Linked DNA regions of Pan troglodytes: region 1 is linked to region 2. The links are chromatin contacts, called in public HiChIP or PLAC-seq maps. All regions are on one chromosome and are shown on one strand. Each heading gives the region's core, a stretch centred on a gene start, on an enhancer-like site or on the middle of the called end of the contact. The rest is flanking DNA. Distances are from core to core; before and after follow the strand shown. Region 1 holds the start of BAHCC1 (BAH domain and coiled-coil containing 1). Region 2 holds the start of SLC38A10 (solute carrier family 38 member 10).

Region 1 (5,674 bases), core at 658-3,157, 100 kb before region 2:
GACGCGGGCTCGGCTACGAAGCAACAATTTTAATCTCCCACCCCCTGCGGGCGGATCGCAGGCCCGATTGTTCCTTTCTCACCAGCCTGCTCGACTTTTTAAGCAAACAGGAGGTGGATTACTGTCGCCTGCCTGCGCCGCCACGGCTCTGACCGGATTGGAGAGAGCTTTTCTTTGTGTTCTCTCCTCCCGGGGAGAGGCCGCGCCGCGCCTCCGGGTCTGCCCGCGCCGGGCTTCGGGGGCCTGGGGAGCCTGAGGCGGCCAGGAAGCGGGGCGAGGAAGGGCGGCCACACGGCCCGAGCTGGGAGCCCCACAGTCCCGCAGCGGCGACGCCGCCACCCGCCGAGTGCCGAGGCCCGGGGCCCACTCCCAGCCCAGCTCCAGGAGAGGCCGCGCCGGAGGACCGCGAGGACGGCGCCGCAGCGCCAGGTCGGGCTGAGCTAAGGGAGGAAATGGAGCGAAAAGTGGCGGCGGGCAGAAGGCCCCGGGCGGGCGGAGAATCGCTGACGAGGGCATTTCGGGAGGAACTGAACCTAGGAGCACAAGGCTCCCTCCCGGGAAGGCAGGGCGTGACCCCGGAGCCGCCGGTCCCTCTTGCCGCGGCCCCAGGCGTGGCTGGCGCGCTCCAGGATCTGGAGCTTCTACAAGTTTGCTTTGTTTCCTGCTTTTGCATCTAAAAACCCGCTCTCTCCTCGCCCGCCTGCCGGAGACCAGGACTCTGGCCCGTCTGCCTCCCTCCGGCGTGGTCTCCGGGAGCGCGGGCGCGGTGGGGCCTGCAGGCCGGGCTGGGACCAGGCGCGCCCTGGGGCGCGAGTGGCTCGGCCGTCGCCGCAGAACCCGCTCCCTGCGAAACAGCCGCACCCGCTCCCTGGGAGAGTCATGAGAACTGGGGTCGCGCCTGACCCCCGCGCCCGAAGAAAACCAGCCCGTGGACCCCGCCACACGGGCCGTGACCCGAGCCCCGCGCGCCGTCCCGAACGCGCGCGGTGAAAACGCCCCGCTGCGCCGGCCTTGCTCGGTCCCCCTCCTCCACCCCCACTTCTCCGGAAAAAAAAAAAATTCTGAATTGGGAACGAAGACCCGAAAAACTCGCCATGACCATTCCCCTCCCCGGCCCCTAGCTTCGGCCCGGAAGGCCCCTCAGGGCAGCGGCCGTGGGTACCACGACCCGGCCAGTTCCCCTCGCCGCGGACCGACCGGGCAGGGCCAACCCAGGACTGTTCCGGGGAGGGGAGCAGGGTAGGGGAGCGAATGTTGGGGTCCGTTCGTGGGTCACCCAGAACTGGGCGCACGCTGGCGGCGCCCGGACTTCGCCGACTGTCCGCCCGGTGCCACCCGCGCGGCTCGCGCCAGACGCAGCCTGGCGGTCCCTGTCCTGTCTCGACTATTTGTTTTTAATGCTGGGTGTCGATCGAGACAACAAGCGCTCAGAGCAAAGCAAGGATGCATTACGGGGGTAATTTTAAACCGATCGATAAGATTTTTCAGAGAAAAAAAATCGCTCATAGTCCATATTTTTTAAGAAAAAAAAAAGCCTCAACATTTTAACGGATTTTGTTAAAAGGGAAGATATATACTTCTTAACATCACAATCCTGAATTTCTTTTGCTAAAAAAATGTAAAACCCCAAAGCCAGAATAAAAAATAAAATAATAATAAAAATACAAAAACAAAAAAAAATGAAAGCAATTTCAGTTACTTACTGGAGGCTGTTTCCTGGATACAACTGAATGCAATACAATTAAATCAGTAAATGTGACTTTGTTTTGTATTCCTATTGGTATTTTCAATGTGCTGACTGTTGCACTGTAAATGCACCGCTTCCACAACAACGACTCTAGCGAGCCCATCCAGAGCGGCTCTCAAACCTGCAGCCTGGCGCGGCGAGCCACGGGCCCTGCATACTAATAAGCTCGTGCCACTCAGCCCGGAACAGCCAGCGCGCTGATTGGCCGCGCAGCCCTCCACGGCCGGGAGCTCGTGCCACTCATTCGGCGTAAACAGGCCTCCCAATAGGCTGGCGCCGGGCCAGGGAACTGCCAATCAGGAAGCAGCGGGGCTACTACCAAGCCCGATGGCGCCTAATTCAAGCCCGGCGACTGCGCAGCTCCTCTGCGCAGATCATTGCTGCTGAATGGGAATGTGGTGGCGCAGGGCGGGAGAGGGAGCTGGAGCGAGCGAGTGCGCGTGTCCCGGCGGAGGGGGAGGCGTAGACACAGACACAGACACACACACACATATATGTTTAATCCAGCAGGTCTAACGTTTGGCTTCTGCTGCACAGAAGGCCAAGGGAAGAAACACCACCACCCCTTAAAAGTAGCTGCTTTTTCTCCCTGGAATCTGTCTGGCAGGTGGCAGGTAGGCCAGACCTCCAAGCCCAGAGGCCTCCCCAGGTTGCCTGGCCCATCTACCGCTCTGAGGCTGCTGCCTGCCCGGACCCGAGTTCGCGGATGCACGCACGCACGCCCGCTGCTTGGGCAGCAAAAGCTTTGAATAGCCCGTCCGGCTCTCTCCTCCCCATCACCTGGGGATCAGACCCTGGGAAGTGAGTTCTGAGTCTCCAGCCGTCTACATTACTGGCTCTCAATTTTATCTCCCTCTGCCACACTTTGCAACAGAGCAGCTACTAAAATGAAAATCAGGGATTTATTGAGAAGACAAGGATTGCCCTTTCTTCATCTACACCTAGATTTAGAAAATATTTTCAGTTTGGTAATGGGGGAAGCGGGTATGGTGTGGTAAACCATGTATAGTATTTCTCAATGCTGCTCCCTGTCTGCCTATCTGCTAAATCCTCACTCCAACTAAAGCAAGCCACTGAACAATTTTTATCGTAATCAGATGCAAACCACTTCTAAAATATTCCGCAAACAAATATTTCTGTTAGAATTTGGTTTCCCACCCAAATGCTATTTATTCTCAGGGAGTCGAGGTGATGTCTTAGTGGCGATGGATACATTTATTTTTGCTCCTCTTTCTCCATGTGAATCTCTGCCTCCCCCTCGGGGGGAAAAAAGGATATTTAAACTGGGAGCCAACTGACAGATTCACACGCATTCGAAATTCTCCACCGTCTCATTCCGGCAGGGACACGAAAGAGTTAAACTCAAAGCCTGTTGTCTCTCTGTTTCCCCGCCCCCACTCCCGCTCCCGCAGGACCGCTGGGATTGGTTGGCACTCCGCCAGCGGACTGTCCATCACCGAGTGTAAACAAGGCGCTGATTGGCTGTTGTCCAGTCCGCACTGGGCCTCCTGAAAAAAGCAATTACTGGCTCCGCGGTTTCAAGGCGGCCCAAGGCCGCTTGATGAAAGGAGATAAGCTGGGGACCGTTTCCAGGATCCCCGCGGGCCGACCGGGGCAGCCCGGGAGCCGAGGTGCGGCGGAGAGCCCGCGGATCAAAGGAATCTGGAGAGAAAGGGGAAGCGGGCGGCCGGCCCCGGCCGGCCTTCCCCCCCGCAGGCCACGCCGACCTGGGGTGGGGGGCTGCGGGCCGCGGGCGGGGACTCCGGGATTTCCCGCCTGCCTGAGTCGGGGCCTACGCCGGCGCCCGCTTCGGGCGGCGCGGCCGGGAGGGGAGCTCCGGAGAGCCCGGGGCTCGCAGGTAAGCGCCGGCGCTCCGCGGGCCGGGCCGGGGACGCAGGACAAGGCGCGGGGCCCACCCCGGCTGGCTCGGGAGTGGCGGTCGCGCGGGCCCGGGTCCCGGCTCCGGCGTCTCCCGGCTCCGGCGGCCGGGACCCCCCGCGGCCGAGCCCCGGGCCAGGCCCCAGGCCGGCGCCTTCGGAAGCGACGTCTGGCGGGCCGCGGGGCCCGAGGGGGAGAGCCGGGAAGCGTAAATCCCCGAAGCGCGCGGAGATCCGATTAGCGCGCGGCTATTCATTAGGCTGGGGGCGATTGAATTAGGTCCCTGGGCGCGGTCGCCGGCTGGGGGTTTGTGGCGCCGACCCCCGGGCTCTTGCCATGGCCTCGGGAGGCTGGAGCCGCGAGCAGCGGCCCCAGCGAGTGTGTCGGGGAAGCGGGTGCCTCCGGGTCCCGGCCCCGCGGGTACAGGCGGAGGCTGCCCGCTTCCCGCGTACACCGAGGACGGCCGGCCCGGCTCCGGAGAAATGGCGCTTGAGAAAGGAGGGGAAGGGAAGGTTCCCGGACCCTGGGCAGGGACCGGTCGCCGGGGACCCGCGGAGCCCTCCGGGGATGGAGGAGGCGCGAGCTGGAAGCGGCGCGCGAGCCCGAGCGCGGGGCTAACACCGTGGGGCCCAGTGTCTCCTGGCTCGGGTAAGTGGACGCGCCCCGAGGCCCCGGGTCCACGCAGGGCGCCCCTCGCAGACGGCGCGTTTCCTACTCTCCTAAGGAACCGAGTTCCCATCACTGCCTCCGATGAGCCTGTTTCCGGATCAGGAACCTTTTTCAAGTTAATTTTTAAAGCCTCATTTGAATTTTTTAATATAGGAAAATACGTATATGAGAAAAATCTTGGATGCAACAAAAAGAACACCGTGGCCACCCGTGGTGTCCCAGAAGTTGCTCTGAGCTCCTCGCGTCAGGGCAGGTGCTCCACCTCTAACCGCCCTGTGGGGGAACGGGAGGCCCCAAGCCCCTGGGAGTCCTGGTCCCCTCCAGAGTGTGTTGGAAGGACAGCCGCTGGAAAGGCCCCTCAGAGCCCCTAAACCAGCCTCCCCTCCCCCGTGGGCAGATTGTTCGAGGGTCCTGGAGCCTGAATGATGGGCCCTCGGCTTGCCCACCCCCATCCCCAGTTATCAATCACCATTTGAGAAATGCCCACTGCCAGGGACATGGGAGGGCAGAGGGTAGCTCCCGGGTGCGTGGCCCCTATCTCCTCAAGCTGGTTTAGACCCTTCTGGCTCAGCCTCACCAGATTCCTAGGATGAGCACTGGCTTCAAATCCCCCAAGTGCTGGTCCCTTCGTGTCCCCGAAAGAGGCTGCTCGCGTGGGCAAAGGCCCCGAGGCGTCGAGTGCGCCTTCCAGGGCAGTGCGGAAGCTCCCTGCCCTCCTCCTTCCTCCCCGCTTCTGCCTCCTCCTCCCCCAGTGTTCGCTTAAAGCAAATTCTAGTGGGCTTTTTTTTTTTTTTCTCAATACTGTTTCAAAACAGTTGTTACAGCAAATAACTGCAGACGGGTCTGCTGGACGCGGTGGAGAGGGGCTGGCAGCTGCCCAGCACAGGCGCCTGGCCGCTGGGCAGCTCCCGCAATACCAAAATAAGCTCACGAGTTCCCCTGGAAGACTTGGGCCGCCGGGAGCTCGGGCTGGTGATCTGCTCGGAGGAAACCTCCCTACTTTCCTTTTTTACTCTTCCTGCTGTCCAGAGCTAACAAATGTTTTTAATTTCAGAGGAACATGGTGTGGGGATCTGCAGACTCGCCTTCCACTGGGGAGAGGGCCAGCGAGGGGACAGAGGGGGAGGAAAGGAGAGGGGATAATAGACCTGAGGTCAGTGTTGATGCTGGAGGGCCCAGGTCTCTGAAGTTCCTGCAGCTTTGCAGATGAGCGGGCTGCAAGTGAGGCTAGGCCTGTGGACACCCAGTGGGGCCTGGAACAGTGCCAGGAGTGGCCTTGAACCCCACCTCGATCCCTCTCCAGCAGGATCTGGGGTCACTTGCATGGGCCTGGCAGACACCACTCCAGATTTGCCCTCTGGCCTGGGGAGCAGATAACCC
Region 2 (5,889 bases), core at 3,239-5,738:
CACTATACATAGACACACACACATTATACATACCCCACAAATGCCACACACACGTGCACACAACCACAGACACATGCACCATACACACACCACAGACATAACACATCCCACACATACCACACACACATCATACACACACCCCCCCAACATCTCTTCTTGCTCTGTCCAGAGGGAACCCAGGCGCCACAAGCATACCCAGCACCCAGATCTTGGCCGCTAACTCCCCTTCCCTCAGGAGGTTGCCTCTCCCAGAAACCAGGGCTCCTGGGGAAATGGCGAGCCCAGCCTGGGCAGGAAAAGCACAAGAACATCCCAGGGAGCCGGGAAGCAAGAATGCTGGGATCACATCAGGGACACACGGAAGGACCCAGGGGCCAGCCAACAGGGCTCCCACAAGGCCAAGCCTGGGATACCCTGAGCATCTCAATAGTGAGTCAGGGGTCCTGACCCACAGAATAAGATAGGAACCCTGAGCCCATACTGCTGGAGGCTGACCGAAAGCTCACTAAGGCCCAGGATACTCAGTGTGAAAGACACCCCCATCCCCACAAAGCACTCACCAGGTCCACAGAAGAGGTGGCTGCGGCGGTGAAGCCTAGCCCAGCAGGCGACGGGAAGCTCAGGAGCCCTGGGCCCCATGGCCACTGTGCACCACAGATGGGATGCAGTGTCCAAAAGGCTTCACTTCTGTGACAGGGACACATGGCCTGAATCTCAGCGTGACGGTGGCCAGCAGCATTGCGGCCCCCTAAGGTGTGCACCCCTCATACCGGAACCCATGAATGTGACCTCACTTGGCAAAAGGGACTTTGCAGATGTGATTAAGGTTAGACCTTGAGATGGGAGATGATCCCAGATTATCTAGATGGGCTCCATCTAATCGCACAAAACCTTAGGGTTGGAAAACCTTCCTCAGCTGGGCCGGAGATGGGACAGGAGGACTGGCTCCTCTCCATGGGGAAGTTAGGGAAAGGGGCTGTGAGCCAGGGAACCGGAGGCCTTCAGAAGCTGGGGACAGCTTCAGGGGGCAGCCGGCAAGAAAACAGGAACCTTGGTCCTGCGACCCTAAGGAGCTGGACTCAGCCAACAACCAAAGAGCAGGAAGCCAGCTGTCTCCCGGAGCTTCCAGAAGGCAGGCAGCCTGCCGACACCTTGATCTGTGCTGGACTTCTGACCTCCAGAGCCCAGGCGTAACGAATTTGTGTTGTTGAAGCTGCTTAGTTTGTGGTAATTTGTTTAATGAAAAACTACAGCAATGAGGAGACATCAAACCCACATCGAAGGACACAGAGTTGGTTATTATCGAGCACCGAAACTCCTCAGAACAGCTAAATAGGAAAACGAGCAAAAATGAGTAAGCATTTCACAGAAGAAAAATGGACAATAAAAATACGAATAAATAATTCACCTAATTTGTAATGAGAACAAATTAGAGCCACAAAGAGCTTCCATTTCATTCACCGGACTGGCCAAACTAACAATAACCAAATGTTGGAGCAGAGGCCCACAAGCTAAGCCCTGAGGCCGCACTGGGCCAGCTGCTCTTTTTGTAAATAAAGTTTTATTGGAACACAGAGAGGCCCACTTGTTTACATATTGTCTCTGGCTGCTTCTGATCTGCAATGGCAGAACTGAATATTTGTGAGACCATTTGGCACTGCGAGAGACTAATGACACAACTGAATATTTGCGAGAGACCATTAGGCCCGCAAAGCAAAACATATTTACTATCTGACTCTTAATAGAAAGTTTGCCAACCTTTGCTGTAAACCAGGAAGAGCTCTTATAGCTACTTTGAAGAGCAATTTGGCAAGATCTAGTAAAGTCATTTAGGTATGCATACGCATACTCTGCAGTTCCACTTGTAGGTGTTTACCCTAGAGAGACTTGAACAAACACATGTTCAGGAGACAAATCTGTTCACTGGATCACTGTCTCTGAGGCAAGTGACTGGACACAACTCAGGTGCCCTCGGCAGGAGAATGGATGCGGATCTGGGCTATTTAAGTAACGGAGTTCCACAGAGCAGCAAGAATGAGACTCAGAGCACATGCAACATGATGGCAATTCTTGTGAACAAAGTTGAATTGGCCGGGTGTGGTGGCTCATGCCTGTAATCCCAGCTCTCAGGGAGGCAGAGGCAGGAAGACGGCTTGAGCCCAGGAGTTTGAGACCTGCCTGGGCAATACAGCGAGACCCCGTTCTCCACAAAAAAGAAAAAAAAAAAGACAAAAAAAGAAATTTAAGTGTGACAAAGTTGAATGACAAAGAAAGTTGTAGAATAGCACATATATGTAATTCAATTCTTACAATAGTCCAAAATGCAAAGGTGCCCCATCCCAATACACTACTGAACTAGGTAGGCTACAGCTTTGGGTTCATGAAACAGAGTCCAAAATCATGGTGAGTGCAAGGAGCAGGTTTGTCTCTCCCTCCCAGAGCAGCTGGGAGGAGGCAGTCGTGGATGGGCATGGTGGCTTGGCTCCATGAGTTGTCCAGGGATCCAGAATCCTTCTAGCTTGGTGCTCCACTCTGCCACGGTATCACCCTTGTCTGCACTGTCCAAGACGGCTTCCTACCATCGTGTCTAGGTTCCAAACAGCATGATGAAGGAGCGAAAGACCCCCTCCTAAGAAAGACCTAGAAGTTTCTCCTGTCATTTCTGCTTCTTATTGTCCAAAACTTGGTCACATAGCCAGCCCTACCTGCAAGGGACACTGGCAAGTGTATTCTTTTTTTTTTTTTTTTGAGACGGAGTCTCACTCTGTCGCCAGGCTGGAGTGCTGTGGCGTGATCTCGGCTCACTGCAACCTCCGACTCCCTGGTTCAAGCGATTCTCCTGCCTCAGCCTCCTGAGTGGCTTGGATTACAGGCACACACCATCACGCCCGGCTAATTTTTGTATTTTTAGTAGACAGAGTTTCACCATATTGGCCAGGATGGTCTCGATCTCCTGACCTCGTGATCCACCCACCTCGGCCTCCCAAAGTGCTGGGATTACAGGCGTGTGCCACCGCGCCCAGGCTTTTTTTTTTTTTGAGACAAAGTCTTGCCCTGTTGCCCAGACTGGAGTGCAATGGCACGATCTTGGCTCACGGCAACCTCTGCCTCCCAGGTTCAAGCGATTCTCTTGGCTCAGCCTCCCAAGAACCTGGGATTACAGGTGCGTGCCACCACGCCTGGCTAATTTTTTGTATCTTTAGCAGAGATGGGGTTTCACCATGTTTGCCAGGCTGGCCTCAAATTCCTGACCTCGTGATCTGCCTGCCTTGGCCTCTCAAAGTGCTGGGATTACAGGTGTGAGCCGCCATGCTCGGCTGGAAGTGTATTTTTTTATCCTAGGTAGTCATACGTGCAGGCCAATTCCTATTAATTTGGAAAATGGAATAAACGAATATTAAGAGACAGTCAGCTGGGCGCGGTGGCTCACGCCTGTAATCCCAGCACTTTGGGAGGCCGAGGTGAGCAGATCGATTGAACCCAGGAGTTTGAGACCAGCCTGGACAACATGACAAAATCCCATCTCTACAAAAAAAGTGAAAATTAGCTGGGCATGGTGGCACACACCTATAGTTTCAGCTACTAAGGGCCTGAAGTGGGAGGATCACTTTAGCCCAGGAGAGAAAGGCTGAAGCAAGCTGAGATTGTGCCACTGCACTCCAGACTGGGTGACAGAGTGAGACTCTGTCTCAACAAAAAAAAAAAAAAAAAAGAGAGACAAATAGTCTTCCCCATAATTGTTTAGGGATATATCCATATATGGTAAACCTTTAAAGAAAAGTAATGAATTGATGGAATCTGGATCGTGATGTCTCAGGATAGCAGGGAAGAGGGGAAGAAGGTGCTGGAACTGGGGAGGAACTGAAAGGGAGGATCTAAGTCTTCGGTAATATTTTGTTCTTAAAGCTCAATAGCGGGTCCATGGTATTTGCTATTTGTGAAAACATACACGTAAGTTTCCCAGCCTACCTTGCACGCATAACATTTGATGAAAATTACATAATAAAAAGGAGGTTATGGAATGTGTATGCCATTTCATTTATATAAAAGTAAATGGGCTGGGTGCGGTGGCTCATGCCTGTAATCCCAGCACTTTGGGAGGCCGAGGTGGGCGATCACCTGAGGTCGGGAGTTTGAGACCAGCCTGGCCACCATGGTGAAACCTGGTCTCTACTAAAAATACAAAAATTAGCCGGGTGTGGTGGTGGGAGCCTGTAATTCCAGCTACTTGGGAGGCTGAGGCATGAGAATAGCTTGAACCTGGGAGGTGGAGGTTGCAGTGAGCCAAGATCACACCACTGCATATACAGCCTGGGCGACAGAGCAAGACTCTGACTGAAGAAAAAAAAAAAAAAAGAACGCAGGCATTTGTTATTTTGCCTGCGTATTTAATTAGTCTTTACCCAGGCATTTCCTCCTGTTCTCCTGAAGGTGGGGCACAGCCTTACTTGGTGGCTGCACTGCCAGTGCCTGAGGAACGGGCCTCTGTTCTAAGACACCTGGTCCTGCAGGTGCTGCAGACACGGGCTCCTTTCCTCCGCCGTCCTCCCCCAGCAGCCTGGAATCACTTGCTGCTTCCCAGCCATTCGGTCTACGCGCTCATTCAGCAGACTCAGAGTGAGCAGCTAGGTGCCAGGAATCCACAGATCTATCAAGACCCTTCTCTGTTCTCTCCTCTCCCCGGTCTCCATTTCTACCCGAGGAATTCTCATTTGTCCTTCAAGCTCCAGCCTAGAAGCCACCTCCTTCTGGAAGCCCTCCCGGGTTTCCCTGGTCATGTAAGACTCCACCTCTCCTGTCCCCTCCAGGAATGTCCCTTGCTCTTTTCGTGTGAAAAGGTGAAGTTCAACATTGCCACTGATCTGGGCGCAGTTCTGAAGGGCACCGCCTCCCCTTAGAGCTGTGTGGCCTTAGCGGAGTGGCCGAGCCTCTCTGTGCCCAGCGTTTCATTCCTACCTCCTAGGTGCTAATTCCTCACAACAGACTATTTTTCGGCTGAGGCAGTCAGGGCCCCCGCCCCCGTGCCCTGGCGCCAAGCACTCGCCCCAGAATCGGTCCTGGGAATAAAGGTCAAAAAGGAACCCTTAAACCCGCTCCTCCCCGGAAGGCACAGCGCCTCCCCTTCTCTCCAGCCCGCGACTGCCCATCTAAACCGAGGCCTCGCGGGGCGAGTCCCTTGTCCTCCAGCTCGTTGAACTGGGGCCCTGGGCACAGGTCGGCTGGACCAGCTTGGCGAACCGGACAGCTGCGAGACCCTCAGGTGCCCACCGGCCCAGTTTCCGCCCGCCCCTCCGGGCCCGCCTCTCATTGGCTCGCGTCCCACCAAACCCTACCCCCTGGCCGTCACTTCCGGGCAACGGAGCCCGTGGAAGGCGGAAGTGTGAGCGCCGCGGCGGCAGCTGAGTTGGGCTGAGGTGTCCCTAGCTGGCTCCGCGGCTCTTCCGGGTCTGGGCTCGGAGATTCACAGGCGGCCCGCGAGACCGAGCGAGGGACGCATGGCCCTAAGGCGGCCGCAGGGCTTGGCGGGGTCCGGAGGTTGACCTCGCCCCCGCAGCCGGCCTTCGAGGCTGCCTCCTCCAGGCAGCCTCTGGGGCCCGCGCCCGCGCCTGCTCAGGCTCCCGTGTTCAGGCTGCCCATCCCCTCCCCACCGGCGTCCCGGACGTTGGGACCTGTGACCGTGGCCTCGGGCTGGGCTTCCAAAGCCGGCCTTTCGCCCCGGGCCCCTAGACCTCTCACTATGACCGCGGCCGCCGCCTCCAACTGGGGGCTGATCACGAACATCGTGAACAGCATCGTAGGGGTCAGTGTCCTCACCATGCCCTTCTGCTTCAAACAGGTGAGTCCGGTGGGCCCAGAGATCACCGCCCTCGCCTCCCCCGCAGAGGGGGC

Evidence for each region. HiChIP or PLAC-seq counts read pairs in DNA pulled down with a chosen protein or histone mark.
Region 1: an H3K4me3 HiChIP or PLAC-seq map of stem cell-derived excitatory neurons shows a contact between it and region 2, with 2.8 times the contacts expected there. The contact joins the promoter of BAHCC1 here to the promoter of SLC38A10 in region 2. A contact is called at or near these places in 1 of 7 Hi-C or Micro-C datasets (stem cell-derived neural progenitor cells) and 1 of 1 datasets of contacts at active chromatin or transcription factors (stem cell-derived excitatory neurons).

The regions. Positions count from the first base shown.
Region 1 is chr19:94,793,518-94,799,191 of NHGRI_mPanTro3-v2.0_pri, reverse strand. It overlaps BAHCC1 (BAH domain and coiled-coil containing 1), which reads right to left and starts at 1,907. Exons shown (of 29, transcript XM_054670764.1): 1 at 1,704-1,907.
Region 2 is chr19:94,692,596-94,698,484 of NHGRI_mPanTro3-v2.0_pri, reverse strand. SLC38A10 (solute carrier family 38 member 10) reads left to right here and starts at 4,488. Exons shown (of 16, transcript XM_016933156.3): 1 at 4,488-5,836. The coding sequence starts at 5,738.